2 separate regions of the Gossypium hirsutum genome follow, and region 1 is linked to region 2. Evidence: chromatin contacts called from public Hi-C data. All regions are on one chromosome and are shown on one strand. The core of a region is the stretch at or near the end of the contact, and the rest is flanking DNA. Distances in the headings are between cores, read along the strand shown. Region 1 holds the start of LOC107945237 (probable protein phosphatase 2C 27). Region 2 holds the start of LOC107917103 (protein CUP-SHAPED COTYLEDON 3).

The links. A called contact is a pair of places that touch in the nucleus more often than the background predicts.
Region 1: a Hi-C map of leaf shows a contact between it and region 2, with 2.8 times the contacts expected there. The contact joins the promoter of LOC107945237 here to the promoter of LOC107917103 in region 2. A contact is called at or near these places in 2 of 34 Hi-C or Micro-C datasets (hypocotyl and leaf).

Annotation. Positions count from the first base shown.
Region 1 is chrA01:19,553,429-19,559,644 of Gossypium_hirsutum_v2.1, reverse strand. It overlaps LOC107945237 (probable protein phosphatase 2C 27), which reads right to left and starts at 4,372. Exons shown (of 4, transcript XM_016879161.2): 1 at 3,351-4,372; 2 at 2,813-3,007; 3 at 2,055-2,260; 4 at 881-1,779. The coding sequence starts at 3,542. The coding sequence ends at 1,224. LOC107945238 (protein seele) reads left to right here. Exons shown (of 9, transcript XM_041115653.1): 9 at 191-524. The coding sequence ends at 221.
Region 2 is chrA01:19,276,581-19,282,679 of Gossypium_hirsutum_v2.1, reverse strand. It overlaps LOC107917103 (protein CUP-SHAPED COTYLEDON 3), which reads right to left and starts at 2,561. Exons shown (of 3, transcript XM_016846485.2): 1 at 2,038-2,561; 2 at 1,659-1,933; 3 at 493-1,363. The coding sequence starts at 2,290. The coding sequence ends at 791.

The DNA of each region.
Region 1 (6,216 bases), core at 3,123-5,622, 280 kb before region 2:
TTTATTTGTTCTCTTTCCCCCCTTTCCAAGTAACTGGTTCTGACTCTATCCTAAAAGTCTATTTTATATAGATTTACAGTCTACTTTTGTTTTATATCTAAAAAAAAAAACAGCCTACTTTTGTTGCACTTGCACAGACAATCTTTCGTAGGTGTCTGGTGTTCTGACATTGACACTTGCTTGTATGCAGTGATAGCGACTCCAATAATGATGAACTATAACTATTGTGGTTCAGCTGGAGAAGAGATATTATGGAAAAAAAGTTTCCATGTTTGCTGCAGTATTGAAATGCGACTGTTTAATTTAGACTTCTTTCTGTAACTTGAAACAAAATTTTGCTCCATGGACCATAATGAGACTTATTTCCGTAACTTGAAACCAAGTTTCGCTCTTTGGACCATGTATTTGCTGTTTCCAACTTCTAAATTCAAGTCACTTTCTTGCCTTGTTTTTGGTTCTTTGAAGTAAAACCTCTTGGATTCTTCTCGTTAATAGCTTAATAAATTGGTAGTGTATTACTTTTCCTTCTCCTTGTTGGATAGTTTGACACGAAAGCTTAATTTGTAATTGCTGCTGAATTTTGATATCCAGTAAAAAGAACCACACTGCAATGGTGTTGCTGTTTTTCCAATTGCACAGAGGGTATACTGAGCCTTTAAGACTTGAGATGACACCATGACAGTATACTGAGCCTTTAAGACTTGAGATGACACCATGACAATCATGACCTAAAGTTCTTCGAGACTTGACTCAGCTGCTGTTTAGCTACTGCTGCCTGCATAATTGCGTATTCCTTGGCTTGGTGAACTCTGGGATGGTAGTTACGGAAAATCTTCCAACGTAAAAAACTAGGCATGGTACCCGGATAGCTATCTAACCATTAATGGTCAATGATATCAAATTATTTGATTTAGTGAAAGACTGCTAGAACATATCTCTCAAGACTCAGTTTATTTACAGAGGAGTAAGCAGATGAAGAAAGAAGGAAAGGAAGAACAATGAATCCTGCAAATCGGAGCTACATCATGAATTATCTCAGGTATACAGGATTTAAAAACTCAAAAAGAATGATATTTTACATGACAAGGATGTCCCTGGATGAAGGATGAATGTTAGCCATGGTGTGAAGGGGGCAGCTGCAGCTTACTCGGTAGAAAAATGCCACGACCATTCGCCCTCCAATGCGTTCATGCACAAATCTCGTTCAACCCTCTCTTGTTTCATCAGTTACAGTCCAGCACACCCTTTAGTAGATTCAGCCCTTCTGATGATATGCTCCTCCGAACACGGGATTGTGGTATTTCTATTCGTGGGGGAGGCTCAGCAGAGAAACAAACCACAATCACTGTTAAATTATCACACGTGTTGCGCTTCAATGCCTCCCTGACAAGTTCTCTTGAGCATCTTTCAGGATCATTATGAAGCATCAGCTCTTTCCTCGCCATAGTCACAGCACACTGGCTGCTCATAACATCCCACAACCCATCACAGCCCATTATCAAGAATTCATCCTCATCACTAAGGTCTGTCTCCTGCAGCTCTGGCTCTGCGCTTAAAGGACAGGCAGATCCTTTTGGCCCCTTCATGTGCCAGTCTCCAAGTGCGCGTGCCACAGATAATTGCCCATTCAGGTAGCCATCATAAATAACTCCACCAAGTTTCTCAATTCTTAGTCTTTCAGATGTGCAATTAGGTTTGTGGTCCTTGGACATTTCAATTGCTCTACCTCGCCTTCCCAGCACAGCTCGACAATCTCCAGCATTTGCAATTATCAAGGTCCTTTGAAAAGATAACTAATATTAGAGTTTAGAGGTACCCAATTCCTGGCTTTCAGAATACAGAACAGTAAAGACTACTAAGAAGACCTTGAGTTCAGGTTTGACTAATGCATAATATATCCTGATAACACATTATTTCCAGTTTCAACGCAGCATCAATCACTGAATGCACAGGATTTCAGATCATCTTAAACCAAAACAAAGGCTGCTAGAAGAGGATTTAAGGAAATAACGTCAAAATGGAATATTACCATTGCAGATAAGTGGGTCACTCACCTTCCGAAAATAAGTGCAGTTAATGCAGTGGTGCCAGAGGATATATCAAGAGAACTAGCATCTGCAAATGCATAATCAGCTTTCAGAAAAGCACTCTTGATTGCCTTCTCCACACAAATTGGAAAATGAGAGTCTTCAACTATAAATTTAAGGATATTCTCCCTAATAAATATGGCCGCATCTGTTCCTCCATGACCGTCAAAAACCTGTTCACACGTATTGGCAAGGTTCAATTCACAAGTATGGCCAATAAAGATTCCCAAACCACCTTCATGCTAATTGTATATGGAATAGAACTGACATGTTTAGACACCTTAAACCTAGAAATTAAGTAACAAGTTATAATGAGGCAGCAGATCTAAGGGAAAAAGGATCTTGTAATGTTCAAAAACTTGCTGGATTGCTACTCTAAACCAGGCTGCAGTTCACAATATTAGAGACAACTATGTGCTGGTTTCTACATCTTTTTCCTTTTGGCCTGGATAATATCTTCAGGACCCGTTTTCTTAGAACATGCTTCAAACACCACATTGAAACCTTGTCAACACTAACCACACAAAGGTAGATATATTATATTATCTCAGTAGAAGCTATAGCAGGACACGAGTTTTTAACTACAGACACGCAATCAAGACAGATAGTCAGAAGGAAGTGCATTAACAAAATTTGCTATTTCTAATGAAAATTAAGATGGTTCACCAAGATTACTTATTAACCACATCTGGCAGGTCATATATGGTAGATTCAAATAATCATACCCCATAGAAAGCTCCTGGAGAAGGGACCTTTGTAGTTGTCTCGAGATGTCCAATAAGATCATCTATGCAAATGTGTTCATCTTCCATATACTGTTTGGGTCCTATTTCAGCACAGCTTCCTGATCGCAAGACCGGCAAAAACTCAGTCTTTTCATCAGAAGATGACTTGTGGACTACAATACCAACATCCAATTCCTAGAGAAGAGAAAAGTAGTTAGTAAAAGCAATTCAGGAAACTACTTTTATAGCATCAAATAAAACAATGCAAAGCCTTTCTCAAGGTGATGATTTTCAACAAAATATGAACAGGATAATAGTTATTCTCTCTAAAAGTGTCAAAAGCCAAAAGGTTATGCAGCACAAATGCAGGTGACAAGAACATATATCATCAGAATCACAAATGTTTCAGAGTTTTCATTTTAAACTAATAACTAAGCTGCATTCAGATTTTATGCTAATGTAGAAAGTCCTTAAAGCTCAGGCTCCTCAGTTCATAATGATGAAAAGAAGGGTCAGATTAGAAAGGAATTAAACATACCAAATTAGCCTCAGCAATCAGCCTCCCTGAACTCACACAATGTTGCATAATGGAAAGGTGGCGCGGAGGTTTCCCGAGAGTGACTTGTTTTTCATTATCCAATTTTTCATTATCCATGTCTGGCAAATTATCGTTAGTGTAACCACCTTCTATGATTGCAAATGGAGGTGAAAAATCCATACGGGCAGCCATATTCCTTTCCCAACCATAAATCAAAGACCTCGGAGAACACTTTCAAGTTAAACAAAAATAAGCCAAACCCCTTTATATAAATTTATTGGAGTAACTTCTGCCAAAACAACCAAATTCTATAGCAACTTCTCAGATATGTGCCGAATAAAAGATTGAATATTCAAAAACTATCCCAACTTATATCTTCTTGAGACAAAATCAAAGGTCCAGGGATAAACAAAATAGCTAATAAAAAATCACCTAAGCAATCAAAAAATCTGAGAAAACCAGTTGGTTGTGGAAAGCTGTGAAAATTTCTAAAATATCCGAATCGAAGTCAACTCCCAGATCAAACTACCCTTACGCAGATAGCATCAAAACAAGAAAAATCCCAACTTAATATGATACCAATCCCTTAATTACCTTTGATGAAGGTATCCAGCAAACCATCCAAAAATTGGGTTTTTTTTTTATAATAACTTGAAGCAGTTGGGGTAATTTTATGTTTCCAAAAGAACCCCAGATCATAACTCCAAAAACTCCCACCCAATCGAGGAAAACAACATCAGAATATTCATTCAAGGTAACAAAATTTTTTTAAAAAAAAAACAGATGATTAGAGCAATAAACAAGAAGCTCCAAGGATTGGAGTAAAGCTGAAAAGAAAAAAAAAGCAAACAAACTCTCACAAAGGGTAGAAAATGATGATGCTTTGGTGCTTTCTCTTTGGTAATTTGTAATATGATGATGATGATCCAAGAGAAAGAAAACCCTGAAACAGACAGAACAGAGAGGTAGAGAGAGAGAGAGAGAGAAGCAAAAGGCGTCGAAAAGAGAGAATTGGACGATGAAAAAGAAAGTTAATAAAATTAAAATTATAAATCAAAAAGGAAAAAAGTTGTTGTTCCTTGTTGCTATGTGGTTGGCCACCGGCGATTCCAGGTAATCAGCTGGATCTTGTAAGCTGTCGCGGGCCGAGGATGTTGTTAATCCACGTGGCTTTCAATTATTGGTGGGAACTATAGGTTGACCGGATGGGTTTCATTCTAGTTAGTTGCCGCCAGTGCTTCCCAGCCGTTGGATCTCTCTCTGTCTTGCCTTTTTAACGCCTCTTACAGCTCTGTGGTTAGGTTCGTTAACGTCCGTTAATTAATGGAGCCTCGGACTTGACGTGGCTGCCTTTCATTGGTAAAAACTTCTAATTTCGGCTAAGATACTATTACATATATATATATATACACAACTAAAACTCTTTTTCTTTTTTCTATTTAATGATTAATTATATTATGTATATGTGCTCTTTTTGGGGTTCATTTATTATGTATATATTTGTTTATGTGATGGTATTATGTGTACCTTATTAATTATTTTTTTTTATTTTATAAATTTATTAAGAGGTAGATGTTAGGTTATGAGTTTTAAAATTATTTTATATTTAGAATGAGGATGGAATACTCAATTACTAGTTAAGAAGGAGATAATCTGTAGTGTCTTAAGGCAAAACAAAGAGCAAGCAAGCTCGGTATTCATACCCATAATTATGTACAGTACTATATGCCATTGTTGATTATCCAACTCTTAATTTTATTTCAACTTATACTAAATGGATAATAAGTATTAGATATTGTGTTGTGACTGTGCATGATTATAATATTACTTAAATGGTAATTAGAAATGATGGGTTTCTTAAATCTTAAGCCTCATCCATCCAATTTTTTTTTTTAAACTTTATTCCTTACTTCATTTCAGCCAATCAAATCAGGGTATCCCCGCCCTCCATTTTCCATTCTGATCATGCAATGTAATGCACGTGATGTTGCCTGCATTCCCCCATAGCCATAGCTACTGTAGGTGAAAGTACCGAGTTCTCATTCTTTGATTTGGCTTTTCGGGCTGCTGATGAGTTTATATCATCTGCCTCTTTTTAATTTATTATTGCTAGCTAAATATAATATGCTATTCTTGATGGCTTATTTTGCTATACATATATATATTAATTTTATTATTGGTTTTGATTGATCCAGGAATCCGATTCTGATTTCCACTACGTTCCTTTGCCTTCATATATATATATTCTTTCTTTTATCTGTCACCTTGATGATGTTCTAGCATGCATATGTTCTAGGTATAATCATATATTAAATATACCTTCCGATCAATATATAGAAATACAATGAAGCACTGAGGTTAGTAAGTAGATAAGGTTGAACTGATGGTGTTCTTCTTAACCGTAATAAACATGGCTTTTCCATTATTTGTGGGAAGGTATCATGTCCCTCAAGGTTTTATTCTTTGATTTTGCGCAGTGTTTAGAAGAAAGACTAAAAGCATCTCTTGATGCTTGAACAAGCAAAACCATGACAGTGAAGAGTTTCGCGCATTGCATCTTAGAGAACTGCTTTTTGTTTGTTCTATAAGTAGAGCTAGGTATCTTCTGAATTTATTAATGGGATACATCTGGGCACTGACCAACTTGATTTGTAGTTAACTGATATGAATGCACCCGTACTGCGTAATGGATGAAGCATTGAATGATAAAGTTGCAGAATCCTAGAGCTGAAGGTGGACTTGGGGTTCTTTGGCATAAAGTTGGCCAATTCTTTCACCATGGGTTGAGAGTTGTATTCTAAAGGGTGCTTGAATGTCCTTTTTTTCCCAGTCAGTTATGGCATGTGGCTTTGCAGCCTTGCGATGG
Region 2 (6,099 bases), core at 1,312-3,811:
ATAAAACTCCTAAAATTTTTGAAAATTTTAATAGGTCTCCCAAAACTTTAACCAAAGATTTGAATATTATATAGCATCGATTTTAATAACTCAATAACTTAAATGAAAATTTTTAAATGATTTAGTGACCAAATTGTAATTTTTTTAAATTAAATGACCAAAATAAAAATTTACTCATAATTTAATAACTAATGATATAGTTTAAAAAAACAGTTTAATATATCCAAATATATATATATATATAAAACTGATGACTAAGATATTTTAACATTGAACATCCCAAATATTGAAGTGGTATTCGGTAGAACATTGAAGTGGCGCAAATGCAATGTAGCTCACCTCACACTCCATCCCAATATTCCTCGCATCAAAGCAGCCAAACGTATATCCAAGAAAGGCTGGCTTTATTTTCAGTACGGTCTGGCCTGGCTTGGCTTTGGACGAGAATTTCAAGAAAAACAGTTGACAGAGGTGTGGGAAGAAGTTTTGTAATTACAAATAAATATATACATATGGCCCATAAATATTATAATAATAACACACAATCAGTTGAATTAGGTGCACGAATTTCTCCAATCCTACAAAGTTACGTGCATGGATTGGGTTCAGAGTTTTTGTAGGATACTCATTTACATTTTACACCAACAAGCCAGCACAAACACTTCAGATAAAAAGAAAGTCATGGATATAGGGATAGGGTCCTAACACTAACAATATGATATCTTAACTAACAATCTTAATCTAGAAAGCAATTGAAGTGACCCCAGGCCTCAGTCGCAACACCTGACCTTCAGAGTTCAGCGAACCCCAACACACTATTATTATAATCCACGTCGAAAAACATGGGATCTTGACAAGGGTTGGGATGCATCTTCTCCATCCAACTCAAGGTGGAATCAGGCAGTTGGAAATTGGAAAAGTTAGCTTCTGTCTTGCACTGTTTGGGAATAGTAGCAGCTGCTTGTTCCCTCAAAACGCATTCTTGATGTGAGAGGAGGGACTTGAAGAGCATCGATGCGGCTGCTGATGAGTTGCTGCTGGCGTTCTTGTCGGGTGTGCTACTAAAGGTGGTGGGAGTGGCTGTAAAGGAGGGTTGGAACCCATTAGCTGGATACACAACCGGGTTTATTAAGCTTTTCAGGTCATGTTCCAGAAAAGAGTTATGGGCAGCCTGCATTGAAGTTTGGGTTTGAGATTCTAACAACGGAGTTGAGGTTTCAAGCAGTGGACGGAAGCAATTTGTTGTTTTTGTTGTTGAAGATAATGAAGAAAGTTCCAAGATATAGCCTAGCCCTTGCGCAGCAGCTACCCCATTTTTCTTCTCACCTGTTTTGTGTATTATTCTGCAAATCACCCATTCTTCCTGCAAAATATAACACCATTTCAATATTAAACCATGCGTAGTATTTGACAATTCAGTGTTACATGCTCATGCTTTTAGCCTTTTCCAAATCTTGTTTAAATTGTGCATGAACAATAAACATGTAACTAGTAAGTGAAGGCAATCACATCAGAAATTACTCTACAGTTTCATCATATCATTGTTATTATTAGCATTCAGCTGAGCAGAATATGTCAACCCAGAAAACGACAAAAAGGAAAAAAAAAAGTGGGAAGGGGGTGTCTGGTGGGATTCCCACCGGTGCACATGTACCAACCTTGCACGTGTGGCGGCAGGAGAAGTCACCGTCTAAACGGTACTCATGCATGACCCACATCGTCTTCACTCCACGGGGTGCTCTGCCTTTGTAGAAAACAAGGGTTTTTTTCATGCCAAGTAAAGCTCCAGTGGAGGCACTGTACACTTCCCTATCTTTTCCGGTGGCTTTCCAGTACCCAGCTCCAGTCGCTCTATTTGTTCTCACTCCCGTTGGGTATTTCCTGTCCCTCAGGCTGAAGAAGTACCACTCCCTTGCCCCCATTTTCGCCACATCTTATCCATTTACCATCATCAACAGTACACTAAATAGTTAGACCCACCATACACATGTACACAATGACACACTAATAAATATTGAGTGTTAATTTATTATATACCTGGAAGCTCCCAAGGTTCACATCGGTTAAGGTCAACCTCAGCAATGTCCACTCCACAGAAGCTTCCATTGAATACCTTTGAAGCCAAATAAAATGTTATGAGTTCTTCATCAGTGGGGTGAAACCTAAATCCCGGCGGCAACCCTTGCTCGTTCACTTCTTCCCCGCCAAGTTCACTTAAAACTTCCTCCACTGCTAACATCTTGTTGAGAGTAAAGGCTAGTTGTTGTGACTGGAATGAATGGAGGAACATGCAAATATTTGAACAAGATAAAAAGGTATTTGGGGAGGGTTGAATCGAGGCCTTGAAAGGCTAGGGAAGAGCTGCCAAAAAAAAAAAGGAGAGATTGGAATATGTAAATGTAATAGAGAGAGGGGGGGTAGTAAATGCAAAGTCGGTTGCAGAGGACAGAGATTTATGCGTGCGTATGTGAGCATATTGAAAAAGAGAGAGAAAAGAGAGATGAGTCAGTAAGGTACGTTCTATGATGGATGGATAACCACGGGAGGGAGGGATAGCTCACTCACAGGACACAACACAACAGTGAGATCATCATCATCACTCAATTCTTCTCTTCTCTTTTTTCTAGACAAAATTTAACATTAGTTTAGTTTGTACAACAATTAGATCGCCAAATCTTGAATACGGGTAGTTCTTTCGCTTTCCCTTTCCCTTTCTTTTCATTTTCTTTATATTTCTTTATATATATAATATAATACATACGTAATCTTGGTCCATTTAATGTTAGATATAACAAGCTTATACAAATAACACGAGCTCTACTTGTTTGAGATTAACAAGACTAAACTCAAACGTATGTAATAATTCAAATAAGTTGGAAATGGAAAATTAGTATAGTAGTTAAAATGGAGGTGATACCTGGGAATTGGAGCCGAGCCATGTTACCCGCAAACCTAGCTACCTGATGATTGATGAAGGTGTTTTAATTGATTAATTAATGGGGGGGTGGGTGCAGCTGAGCTCTAGAAAATGTCGGCGTTGCACGTGTAGCATGAGCAGGTAATTTAAAGGGTATCGTAGGCTGCTATTGTTTCTCTCTCTCTCTCTCTCTCTCCCTCTATTACTCTCTAGTAACTACGTATGCATAACATAAACATAGATCATGGTGAGTAGGCCAAGTAAAAGATAACACCACCACCCAGCAACAGGATATCCTTCCTGACTCCTGGCTTTTGCACGTATATCGCAGTAATTAGGCCTTAATCAGCTTCTTTATATTCTATACATTACATCCATGCATATACATTCATAGGAATACTACAAGTTTGGTTTACTTTAGGTTGTGTAAATCTAAGATCCATAAATGATAAAACACCTCCTCTCCTTCACATGGTGGTGCTCCCCAGCTATGTAGGTAGCTAGCTAGATCCCTAGTGAGTAGGTGTTAGTTCTTCTTTTTCAACGTGTTTTCTTTTTCGTTTCTCTCTGGTCTGGCCAGCTAAGCTAGCTCTGATTATTGAGCACCTTTTTTTTCTCCTCGTGGGGCAAAAATTAGAGGAAACATGTAGGGTCAAATTTCTACTAACCAATCAAAGGAGAGTGGCCCAGTCAACTCTGCTAGGCCTGGCCATCAATTTACGACTTAAAACACTCTATGTTTGTTAACAACTGTATTATGAAGAAAAACCAAGAAAGAAGAATGAACACGTTTAATCTCTTCTGATATTATTTGCTTACTTTCAACAATACATGAATAGAATTTATACTTAAATGACTAACTGCTATAATTAGCTGTTTGCTAATTACTTGCTAACAATATTTTAGCCTGTATAACAAAACAGTATAACAAAACAGTAACAGACTAACAGAGTCTATACTCTAATATTCACCCAGCTTCACCTAGTTTCGACTTGAAGCAAACTATGAAACCTAGCCAAAAGTGGAGACGGACAGTAGTTTTGTGAGAATGTCAATGACCTGATCATATGCTGGAACCTCACTGACAACAAGAGAACCATCAGCGACCTTTTCGCGAACAAAAAATAAATTAAGTTCGACATGTTTAAATTTGGAATGTAAGACCGGATTAGTAGCTATCGCTACTGCACTAGAGTTGTCACACCAAACAGTAGGTGGATCTACAGAACGAGTTTGTAATTCTGTTAGCAGAGAGACTAACCAATTAACATCATTGGTAGTTGCTGTTAGACTCCGATACTCCGCCTCAGCCGTGGAGCGAGAAACAACTTGTTGTTTCTTAGAACACCAAGAGACGAGTGTATGACCAAAGTACACACAATAGCCTGTTATTGACCAACGATCATCAAAATCCAATCCCCAGTTGGCATCAGCATAGCCAACTAAAGATAATCTGTTGGACGGAGGAAAAATTAACCCATGATCAGTAGTGTCATGTAAATATCGCAAGATTCTTTTCAAAGCCACCAAATGTACCGTAGTAGGCGCATGCATGAATTGATAGACACGATTTATCACATAAGCAATATCAGGCCGGGTCAAAACAACATAATGTAATGCACCAGCAAGGCTTCTATATTCAATAGGATAATTGAGGCGATCTCCCTCATCTTTAGATAACGTAGAAGAACTAACCATCAGTGTGTGAACACTCTCGCGTTAGCCAAGAAATTCCTGTCAAGCAGATCCCGGATGTATTTGCGTTGGCACAAATGGAGACTCTCGGTGCACGATCGAGTGACTTCAATGCCTAAGAAGTAGTGAAGATCTCCCATGTCTTAACTCATTATGTAACTGTTGAATAAAGTCATTTATACCGTCGGTCGTACTTCTAGTAACGATAATATCATTCACATAGACCAGAACATAAATAGTAACAATAACAGACTAACAAAATGATATAAAATGGTATAAAATGATAACAATATTCCAGCTTGTATAACAAAATGGTTACAGACTAACAGAGTCTATACCCTAATAATGTCCATCCATCCCCTACATTACATCTACAAATCACATTTACATCTATGTTCCAAAAGAAAACATCTACATCTACATTTACAGACATGTTTTTATTTTATTTTAAGATTGACCAGAGCCTGCTGTAGTGCGTTTTGCTGCTTTCTCTGCTAAAGTAGCTCAGCTATCAATACCAATATATGCAATAATTTCTTTGCAACGGCCTCCACAAGTAACCAAGTGCATTACCTATAGATGAATTCTACTGAAGTTCAAAAATTTATTTCCGAAGAATATGCATGCATGGGTATTTATTAGGGGTGTGCATGAGTCATATTAGTTCAGTTTCGAGTCGGATTTAAGCATCATATTAACACATTTAGATTTGTCTAGATTCATTTTAAGTTGATCTATGTTAATTTTAAAAAATATATTTTTTTAAAATTTAAAATTCAATATTTAATAATTTTAGATTTTTTTATTTATTAAAATTTTATGTATAGTCATCTTAACATTTATTAATGTCTACATTATATTAGTATTATATATTACTATAGGTTTAATTTTTATGTGTTATAAATTACATAATATATAAAAATAACACAATATAAAACATTATAAATTTAAAAAATTAGTCAAACCGGGCGCAAGCCTTGAAGCCCGACTCATATTTTAAATGAGCCTAATATTTTGTATAAACCTTCTCAAATTTGAGACAAGCTTTCGAGGTTAGATAAATAGTCTATATTGACAGTTATATTATTTTAGCTAAAGATCCTACAATCAAGTTCCTAACTAGCCATTTCCCATTTTATGAAGAGTCTAAAAAGAAATCATAGAGTTGAATCTATGGAATCAAGCCTCAAATATTTCAATACCCCTTAAGTTGGTGCATGGAATCACAGATGGCTAAGTTACCTATAAACTTGGAGAAATTTTGACTTGACACTACCTTAGTAAGAACAACGGCGAATTGATCCTTTGAATTAATTTTTGGCAAGTCTAGTAGTGTTTTCATCCAATTTCTTTTTGATGAAGAATCTATCAACTTCCATATGCATGGTAGCATCGAATTATGAGCAATATCATAGGTAGCCTTGCTATCACAATGTAGTTGAATTGGTTGTATTGGAGGATATCCCAAATATAACTTTGAGCCATAA